Regions from separate parts of the Sus scrofa genome. Here region 2 is linked to region 1. A link is a contact called in public promoter capture Hi-C data. All regions are on one chromosome and are shown on one strand. Each heading gives the region's core, a stretch centred on a gene start, on an enhancer-like site or on the middle of the called end of the contact. The rest is flanking DNA. Distances are from core to core; before and after follow the strand shown. Region 1 holds the start of DBP (D site-binding protein). Region 2 holds the start of SNRNP70 (U1 small nuclear ribonucleoprotein 70 kDa).

Region 1 (4,056 bases), core at 1,001-3,500:
TCCGGACTCCTCTCTCGGCATCCCCCGAATAGGGGACCCTAGAAATGGGGCGTGCAACCTCAGTCCCACCTTCCCGACCCCCAGTGTAGCACAGCCCCGCCCCCTGGAGTCCAAGCCCCGCCCAACTAGGGCCCCGCCCCGTCCCCGACGTCGCACCTGCGCGGTGGCCGCCGGCGGCCCCGAGGGCAGCCCGGGCGGGGGCGTGCCCCGGCGAGGAGCGAGGGGAAGCCGACCCGCAGGAACCGGGCCCCGGGGAGGGTGCGGGCGTGCGCACGGGCGAGGGCGCTGGCGACGGGCCGCCGGGGGGCGGCGGGCTGGGAGGGAGCCCGTGCTCCAGCAGGAAGGCGTCCAGGTCCACGTACTCCACGTCGCCGAACGGCAGCGTCCGCTCCCACAGTAGCGGCGCCAACAGACCCGGGCCGGGCACAGCCCCCGGGCGTCCCCGCGGGGACCCGCCGCCCACCACCGCCCCAGCTGAGGCATCCGCCGGACCTGCAGGCTCCAGGCCCGGCCCCGGGACCGTGGCCGCCGGCGGGGCCGCTTTGCGCTCCTTTTCCTTCAGGAGACCTTCGGGGCCAGGGAAAGAGCGGGCAGGGTGGGCAGGAAGAGGGAGATGGAAATGAAGAAGAGTCTCCGAGTGGAGAAAGACAGGAGAAACGAGGGGATAGAGAGCCCCACCGCCGAGGTGAAGAGAAAGAGGGGACAGAAGAGAAGTAGAGGAGAGATCAGAGAGGGTGGGCAAGGGCCCAGAGATAGGAGGGGACAGAGGCTCAGAGAGGGAGAGAGACCCAGAGAGAAAAGACAAGAGACGGGGCGACAGACAGAGAGAGGGACAGAGAGCCAGAAAGAGGGGAGGACATGGATGCAAAGAGAGAGATGGGGACAGAGACCCAAGAAGAGATAGGGACATAGAAGGGGGACAGAAGTTCAAAGAGAGGTAGGTGGAGGGTTGGGCAGGTAAGAGAAAAAATGACAGCTCTGTAATTCTTCTGTAATTAGCCCCCTACCCCCCGCGCACTGTACCCCTTTCTCCTCGATCTCCCCCCCCCGTAAGGGTCAGGAAGGGGTTCTATTTCTGGGGCACATTCCTCGTCCCTAGACTCCATGTGACCCCAGGAGGCTCCGCCCAAGCCCGTGTAACTACCGTGTGAGCATCCGACACACCCCCCTCCCTTCTCCCTCGACCCCAAGAGTCCAAGACTCTCGGAACCACAAGAAACAGGGGGCTGGGGCCTAGAGTCTCGAGTCCTCGGGGTGGACGGGCTTGAAAGCCGGTATTTTTGGGTCCTGGGTGCTGAGGGATCTAGGGGCTTAAACACCTAAGTATTGGGGTAGATAAAGGTTGGAAGGGTGGACTCTGGGCACGTAAGAGGTATCTGTGGACCCTCCCAGCACTGGAGTCCCTAAGAGCTGGGGGGGGGGGGGCTAGAACTCACAGCTGGTTGGCTCTTTGGGCTTGCTGGTCCCCTGCAGAAGGCTCCGCAACCCAAGCAGCGCTCCCCCGCCAGGGGGGGCCCCGGCCGGGCCGCCCAGCAGCAGGGGGGCCGGGGTCCTGTCGCTCACGGGCCGCGCCATCGCCCGGCACCTGCCCGCAGGCTCACGGGCTCATAGAGAGGCGAAGAGCTGGCTTGCCAGTCAGCGGCACACTCCTGTGGTTCAGGCGGGTGTCTGCCCAGGGGCGGGCGAAAGTAGCTTGCAAGCCTCCAGTCTCCAGTCTCCAGAACACTGCAAGTCCTAGGAGCGATGGGGATTTGCAGTCCTCGGTGCAGAAATGTGCAACTCAAGAGGGTCCCAGGAGACCATACAGTCTGGGTGAGGGAGTGATCAAATCAGGCGGCCAGCTCTTTGCAACCGAGGGCTCAAGGGGACACAAGGCGCTCCTACAAGGTGGGCGAGCCTGGCTCTTGCAAAATCTGCAGCTCTCTCTAAGGAAGGAGCTTTGCAATCTGCACCAAGAGGTGTGCGCGGAGGGGCGGGGGAGAGGGCAGGAGGAGGCGGCTGCCTTGAGGCGTGGCCAAAGCAAACTTCTTTCGCGGAAAAAAAAAAAAAAAAGCCAAACCAAAACACCCGACGCCACAGCGCGCACCCCTCCTCTTGGCCCCGCCGGACTCTCAGGCCTTGCACCCCAGCCGCGTGCCTCCCTCCCGCTGAAAGCGCAGGCCAATCGCGTCTCGACCCCTCGAGACCCACAGCCAATGGGACTCCTGGATCTGCCGAGGCCTGGAGTGCGCGAGCAAGGGGCTCAGTGAGTGAAGTTACCTTGCCATTTGGAGGGAGGCGGGACCCTGACCTACATTTGCCCAATGGGAGACGGCTCTGGGGGCGGGACCGTGACCCAGTTCAGGCCAATGAGGCAGGCGGGAGGGGGAAGCACATGGCTCTGCGCGTGCTGCCTGACTGGGAGGGTGGGTGAGAGGGTGGGGGGCGCGGGAGAAGAGCCATACAGGAGCCACAAATCCTAATGATTGTTTTGGAAAAAGGAAGCCAAAAACCCGAGTAGTGGGGTTTAGGAAGTGGGAGATTGGTTTCTAGAAGAAGGCTGCTATTCTTTAATATCCAAATGCTTCCCCGCCGCGCCTAGAATCAGACCACTGAGATACAGGAAGTATTCTGTCCCTTTAATAGCTTTGTTTTGGGGGTGACTCCCCTCCCTCTGTGGGGAGGCTTGGGCAAGGCAGGCGCAATCCTCGATGGGGAGTCTCAGCGACCGTGGGGGGCACCATCCACTGTAAGACGAAACCGGTGGGGGGCGTTAGTTTAGGGCCTGATAGGATGCACCGGGTAGGGGGCGTGCAGGGGCGTGCAGGAGGCGGGGTAGCGGTGCTGGGCTGCGCCGGGCCATACCACAGGCAGGCTGCGAAGGGGAAACTGGAATGTACCAGCTTGAGAAGCTAGGGGAAAAGGACAGATTGCGAACTGGCAGTGGGCTGAACCATAGGGAGGCAGCAGGAGGGTGGCACAGGGACGTCCAGTTTCAGCATCAGGCTGAACTACGCGACGGTATTCACGGGGAGGCCTAGGCTATACCATGTTGGGAAGCCAGAGAGGTGGATGTCAGATCACTGGACTGAACCAAGAGGAGGCAGTAGAAGGGGAAGGGGATTGTACCATGTTGTTTTTCAGTGAAGGGGGTGTCAGACTTTGGACCAGCGTAGGGTTGTACCACATGGAAAGAGGGGAAAGGTTTCGGGCGATACCATTTCAGAAAGCCTTAACAAGAGCCACGGTCCAGTAGTTGATCGTACCCCCATGGAAGCAAGGGGGTTCGGGTTATACACCAAGTTGCAAGTCGCAAGCAGTGAGGAGGAAAGACAAATCATGGACCAGCAATGGTCTATGACGGAGAGGTGGGCTGTACCACGTTGACACAAATGGAGAAGGGAGAAAGAGCGAGTGAGAGCTCAGGAGGCTGGATCACACAGAAGCAGCAAAGAAGGGTAGGACTGTATCATATTGAGACACCAAGGGGAGACAGACACATAGGCGGGTTAGACCAAGACGAGGGGGTGCATACTGGATCATACCATGCAGGCGGTAGTTGGGGCCTCGGCAGCGCCTCTCGGGGTGCCTGGGGTCCCTGTTGCCCCTCAAGGCCCTGTGGGCCAAGGGCTGCAGGGGCCGGCCGTTCCCACTGAGGCTCTGGAAGATCTGGGACGGAGGATTCTGGCTCAGGAGTCTCAGGGAGTGCATCTGCCAAGGAGGGCGAGGGAGGGTGGGAACCTGGAAGTGACTAATGAATGGCCCTGCTGGCATCACAGAAAACCCCCCGCTCCTGGGAGCAGGTGGGCGGGGTCTTGCTCAGCCCCACCCCACCCTCCACCAAGGATTGCCAGACCCTCAGTCCCCTCCAGTTCTCTGTCCCCGATGGGAGGTGAAGCGAGGGGACACCCAGGCCAAGGAAGGGGCTGGGGGTGGCAGGGAGGGGGAATGAGCTGACAGGGTCACCTGGAGGGAGGTGATATTGAGGGCCCTGTCAATGAGGATCCAGGTAACAGTCTCCGAGCAGGGTGGGGTGCTGAGAGAGCCCTGATAGGTGATGAAGCCAAAGGATTCGGG
Region 2 (4,244 bases), core at 943-3,442, 300 kb after region 1:
TAGGGCCGTTCCTGCGGCATATGGAGGTTTCCCAGGCTAGGAGTCTAATCAAAGCTGTAGCCGCCAGCCTATGCCAGAGCCACAGCAACTGGGATCCAAGCGCGTCTGCAACCTACACCACAGCTCACGGCAACGCCAGATCCTGAACCCACTGAGCAAGGCCAGGGATCGAACCCACAACCTCATGGTTCCTAGTTGGATTCGTTAACCACTGAGCCATGATGGGAACTCCTGTTCTTTTTTTTTTTAAAGAATGCAAATTAGGTCTGTCTGTCTCTTGATCAAAACCCATTAGTAACTTCCTATTTCATTTCCAATAAAATCTGCCCTCTCTCTCATGGAACGCTTTATTCAGGCAAGGATCCGCAATGGCTGCTACAACCAGGATAAGAGGAGCTTGGGAACAGTAGCAAAGTCCCACTGCTCAGATTACCAAGGAGAATATGTACCTTTGCCAGGAGAGATCTGGTAGCTGGCACCCTGACCAGGTGACTAACTCAGCATCATAATACCAGGACCATCTGACATCAGGCACTTCCAGATGTGATGAAATACCAGACATGATGCAATACAAAGTCTGCAGTATCACCCGAGTAATGTTCTTGCCAAAAATGTTCAATATCAGTCTATGAAAACCTTTAGACTCAATTTCCAGTTTATGGGCAAAATGGGGATAGTGGAATGAACTAAATTCCACGAGGAAATAATCAGACAAAGTCAGAATGCAGGACATAGGACTGCACACCAAACTCGGGGGAAAACAACAACATAACGCAGTGTGTGTGTGTGTGTGTGTGTGTGTGTGTGTGTGTGTGTGTGTGTCTATTCTATGTTAAAGAGGCGAGAGAGACATGATAACCAAATAAACGCGTGAACATTGACTGGCTCCTGTTTCAGATTAAGATAGAGTTCTCATGAGTCAACTGGGAAAATCTGAATAGGGGCTGGATAAACTTTCTAAGAGGTGAAAATAGCTGTGTTGTTGGGCAGAGGATGCCATTATTCTTAGGAGACATGCTGAAGCATTTAGAGGTGCAGTGTCTCAGCCATTTACTATCCAATGGTACTAAAAAAAAATACATTATTATTAGCTTTATTTTTCTTCAAACTTTTTATTTTGAAGTAATTTTAGAATTATGGAAAAGTTCCAAAAAATAGTGCAGAGTTCCCACATACATATACACAGAAAGCAAACGTGTCTATGTATACGTTATCTGTTTTTTAAGCCATGCCCATGGCATGTCGATGTGCCCTGGCCAGAGGTGGCACCTGCTCCACATCAGCAACCCAAGCCAATGCAGTAACAATGCTCATTCTTAACTTGCTGCGCCACGAGAGAACGCTTCAGGATATTTTTTTTAAGTAGCATGATATTAGCCATTTAAATTTTGTAGTAATTTCTGTAATTATTATCAAACAGGCAATTGAATCTATTCCCCAAACTTCAAATATTTTAACTTCTTACAGGTCTACAGGGCCCTAAATAATCCGCCAGCTCTCTGCTCTCTCAGCCAACATGAGATTCCCACTTTCCGCCCCAATTCAGGACCTTTGCACTTGCTGTTAAACCCGCCCAGATCTCCCTTCCATCAGTCTCCTTCTCCAGAAGGACCTAGTTCTAAAATAACCCCTCTATCCCCGCCCATTCCCGTACTCGGCCCTATTTTTCTTTACTGTGTTGGCCACCGTCCGAAATTTATCTTTTTAAGTGCCTTTATTGTCTCCCTCAGTACAATGTAAGCTCCAAAAAGGAAAAGACTTCGCTTCAGTCGCATGGTATATCGCCAGAGCCCAAACAACGCCACGCACACATTGGGCGCTCAATGAACAGTTACTGATTTCCTAGGTTAAGGAATCACACTGTTCACGTAGGAACTCTTTGCCAGGCGGCGGAAGGATATTTCAGTGTGAAAGACGTTACAGGCATGCGCGCAAGATCCGGGAAGTGTGTAAGAAAAGGCGTGGAGCATCAAGAGTCTCGCGGACAGAGGCAGTTGGAGCCCTGAGCGCGAGGTGAAAGGGGACCGCTTGGGGCGGAGCGCGCGTGCGCACTGTGACCTTCATCCCGCCGCGGCAAAGGAGTTTAAGGTGCCGGAAGGCGGGGTAGTGGCCTCGCGCGTGCGCAGTGCTCGCAGCGGCGCCAAGGTTCCTGTGTGTGGGTTGCACTTGACTCGCGCGGCGCGTGCGCAATAGGGTCGGCGGAGGGATTTGAGGCTGGTTCCACCCCTTGCCCCTGTCGCGAGCCGAGGCCGCGCGGGCTCGTGAGCTGTGGCCTGGTGCGCGCGCTGGGCGGGCGACAGAGACTGAGAGACGCGGTCGCCGTCTGAGTCGAAGCTAGAGCTAGAGTACCTGCTGCTGTGGGGCCGCCGCGAGCCCCTGGACCGTCGCCAGGCCGAGGAGGGCGCCGCGCGGCGGGTGAGTATGACTGAGTGGCCTTACCGGGTGCGGGGCCGCTACCCACAAGCCCCTGCGGTGGATCCCAGTCCCTTCCCCGGGGCCGGGCAGTCTTCCCGCGCCACCGCCACCACAGAACCTTTTTGCACGCCTTACCCAGAGTTCTCCGGTCACTTAGGCTTTTTCCATAGTCCCCCTCCCCCGCCCTCAGCGGTCACTTACCCACAGGCCTTTGCGCTGTGTTGCCTTTTTTCGTCCTCGCTTCCCTTCCGTCCTGGACCCTTACCCACAATCCACTTCGCCTGCGGGGCCTAGATCTATTACCCACAACCCCCTGGCTTGAGAGGTTTGCTGTTTATGACTGACCCCTTCTCCTGATCAGAGACCTCTTGCGGTCCTCCCCCTATAACCTTTTATCCAAGGTGCGGGACCACCAGCCGCCACGGCCCTAGACCTCCTTCCTCGGGATCCTTGATGCCCCACAAGCCCCCAGGGACCTTCAGCCCCGCAGTTCCTTGCTCAGGACTTCACTGCTCGGAAACCTGTTTTCAGTCTTTGTTTCTCTTCTCTTGCCCTCCCCCTCCCCTCCCGTTCACACAGCCCTCCCTCTAGAATCTGCTTGCCCCTGTGATTAAGGATCGATCGCGCTCTGTGTCCTTACAGGAGACTTTGAGATTTTTGTCCGTGTTTCTCTCTTTTCTTGGGAGGCAAGGGATTGATAGGGGCTTCATCTCCCCAGCCCACCCTAACATAAGATGGTCCTGCTTCTGCTCTCAGACTTGGCACGATGACCCAGTTCCTGCCGCCCAACCTTCTGGCCCTCTTTGCTCCCCGTGACCCCATCCCATACCTGCCACCCCTGGAGAAACTGCCACATGAAAAACACCACAATCAACCTTACTGTGGCATTGCGCCCTACATCCGAGAGTTTGAGGTGAGTTCACTGAAGAGGCTTGGAGTGGGCTGGATCGGGGAGTCTGGTCTCTGGCGATTTTCTAGCTGTGTGATTGAGGAAGGTGGCTTTTATCCTGTTTCCCTGTCTTAGATTGGTAACACAGCCCTTGTAGGGCTTTTGTGAAAATTCAGTAACTACCAGTTGAGGATTCAGACTCTCGAGTTAGGTAGTCCTTGGTGCGCCATTTATCGGTTGCGTGATGATCTTGGGCAAGAGGTGTATCCTCTAACTGCTGTGATTTTTTTCCCCCCCATGTTTAGCAAGGGAATATTAGTGTCTTTGATGTAATTTGATGGAGAATTGACTGTTTGTTTTTTTTTTTTTTTTAACGTTATGGGGCTTGACGCCAAGCAGTCAGTAAACATCAATTATTTCTTAACGTATAATGACCATTTTGGTCATTAATATGGTGAAATTTGTAAAGGGTTAGCACTTGGTGATTGGTGCATTGAAGACCACAGGCTTGAGAATTGCAGCTTTGTACCTGCAGGGTGAACAGAGATAAATGGCTTTGGCCCATGGGCCTCGGTTTTTTCATTTTCGAAATTGGGTTAACAACATCCACCTGTTGAGGTGCATCGGCGGACACCCGAGAAGTGCTGGCACACAGGAGTCAGAAGAAGAAAGTTCTGGCATCAGGTGGGAACGGGGAGGTGAAGGAAGTTGTGGAGCAGAAGTTTAGTACAGAGGTGACAGGAGGTTGGCTCTATAGTAGTATTTGCCAGCCTCGGTGAACCGGTATTTGGAAAATATGACTAGCCAGTTAAGTCAATGCAGTAGTTACAGGCTGGCGGCAGATGTGGTCATGTGACAGTTACTGTTTAATGAGTGCTCGCCGAGACCTTCAGGAACTACCCTGGCCCTCAGAAGGTGTCCAGTTGTTTGCCTCTGAGCA

The links. Promoter capture Hi-C pulls out the DNA fragments that hold promoters and counts their contacts.
Region 2: a contact with region 1 is called in a promoter capture Hi-C map of liver, with 5 times the contacts expected there. The contact joins the promoter of SNRNP70 here to the promoter of DBP in region 1. A contact is called at or near these places in 1 of 5 promoter capture datasets (liver) and 9 of 47 Hi-C or Micro-C datasets (embryonic fibroblasts, epiblast stem cells, fetal heart ventricle and 5 more).

The regions. Positions count from the first base shown.
Region 1 is chr6:53,990,794-53,994,849 of Sscrofa11.1, forward strand. DBP (D site-binding protein) reads right to left here and starts at 2,251. Exons shown (of 4, transcript XM_003127286.6): 1 at 1,437-2,251; 2 at 157-567. The coding sequence starts at 1,575. It overlaps CA11 (carbonic anhydrase 11), which reads right to left. Exons shown (of 9, transcript NM_001004038.1): 7 at 3,946-4,056; 8 at 3,525-3,690; 9 at 2,604-2,726. The coding sequence ends at 2,701. It overlaps LOC110261016 (a long non-coding RNA gene), which reads left to right and starts at 3,313. Exons shown (of 3, transcript XR_002344719.1): 1 at 3,313-3,437.
Region 2 is chr6:54,286,162-54,290,405 of Sscrofa11.1, forward strand. It overlaps SNRNP70 (U1 small nuclear ribonucleoprotein 70 kDa), which reads left to right and starts at 2,193. Exons shown (of 10, transcript XM_021094709.1): 1 at 2,193-2,415; 2 at 3,172-3,328. The coding sequence starts at 3,182. It also overlaps a transcript of NTF4 not described here.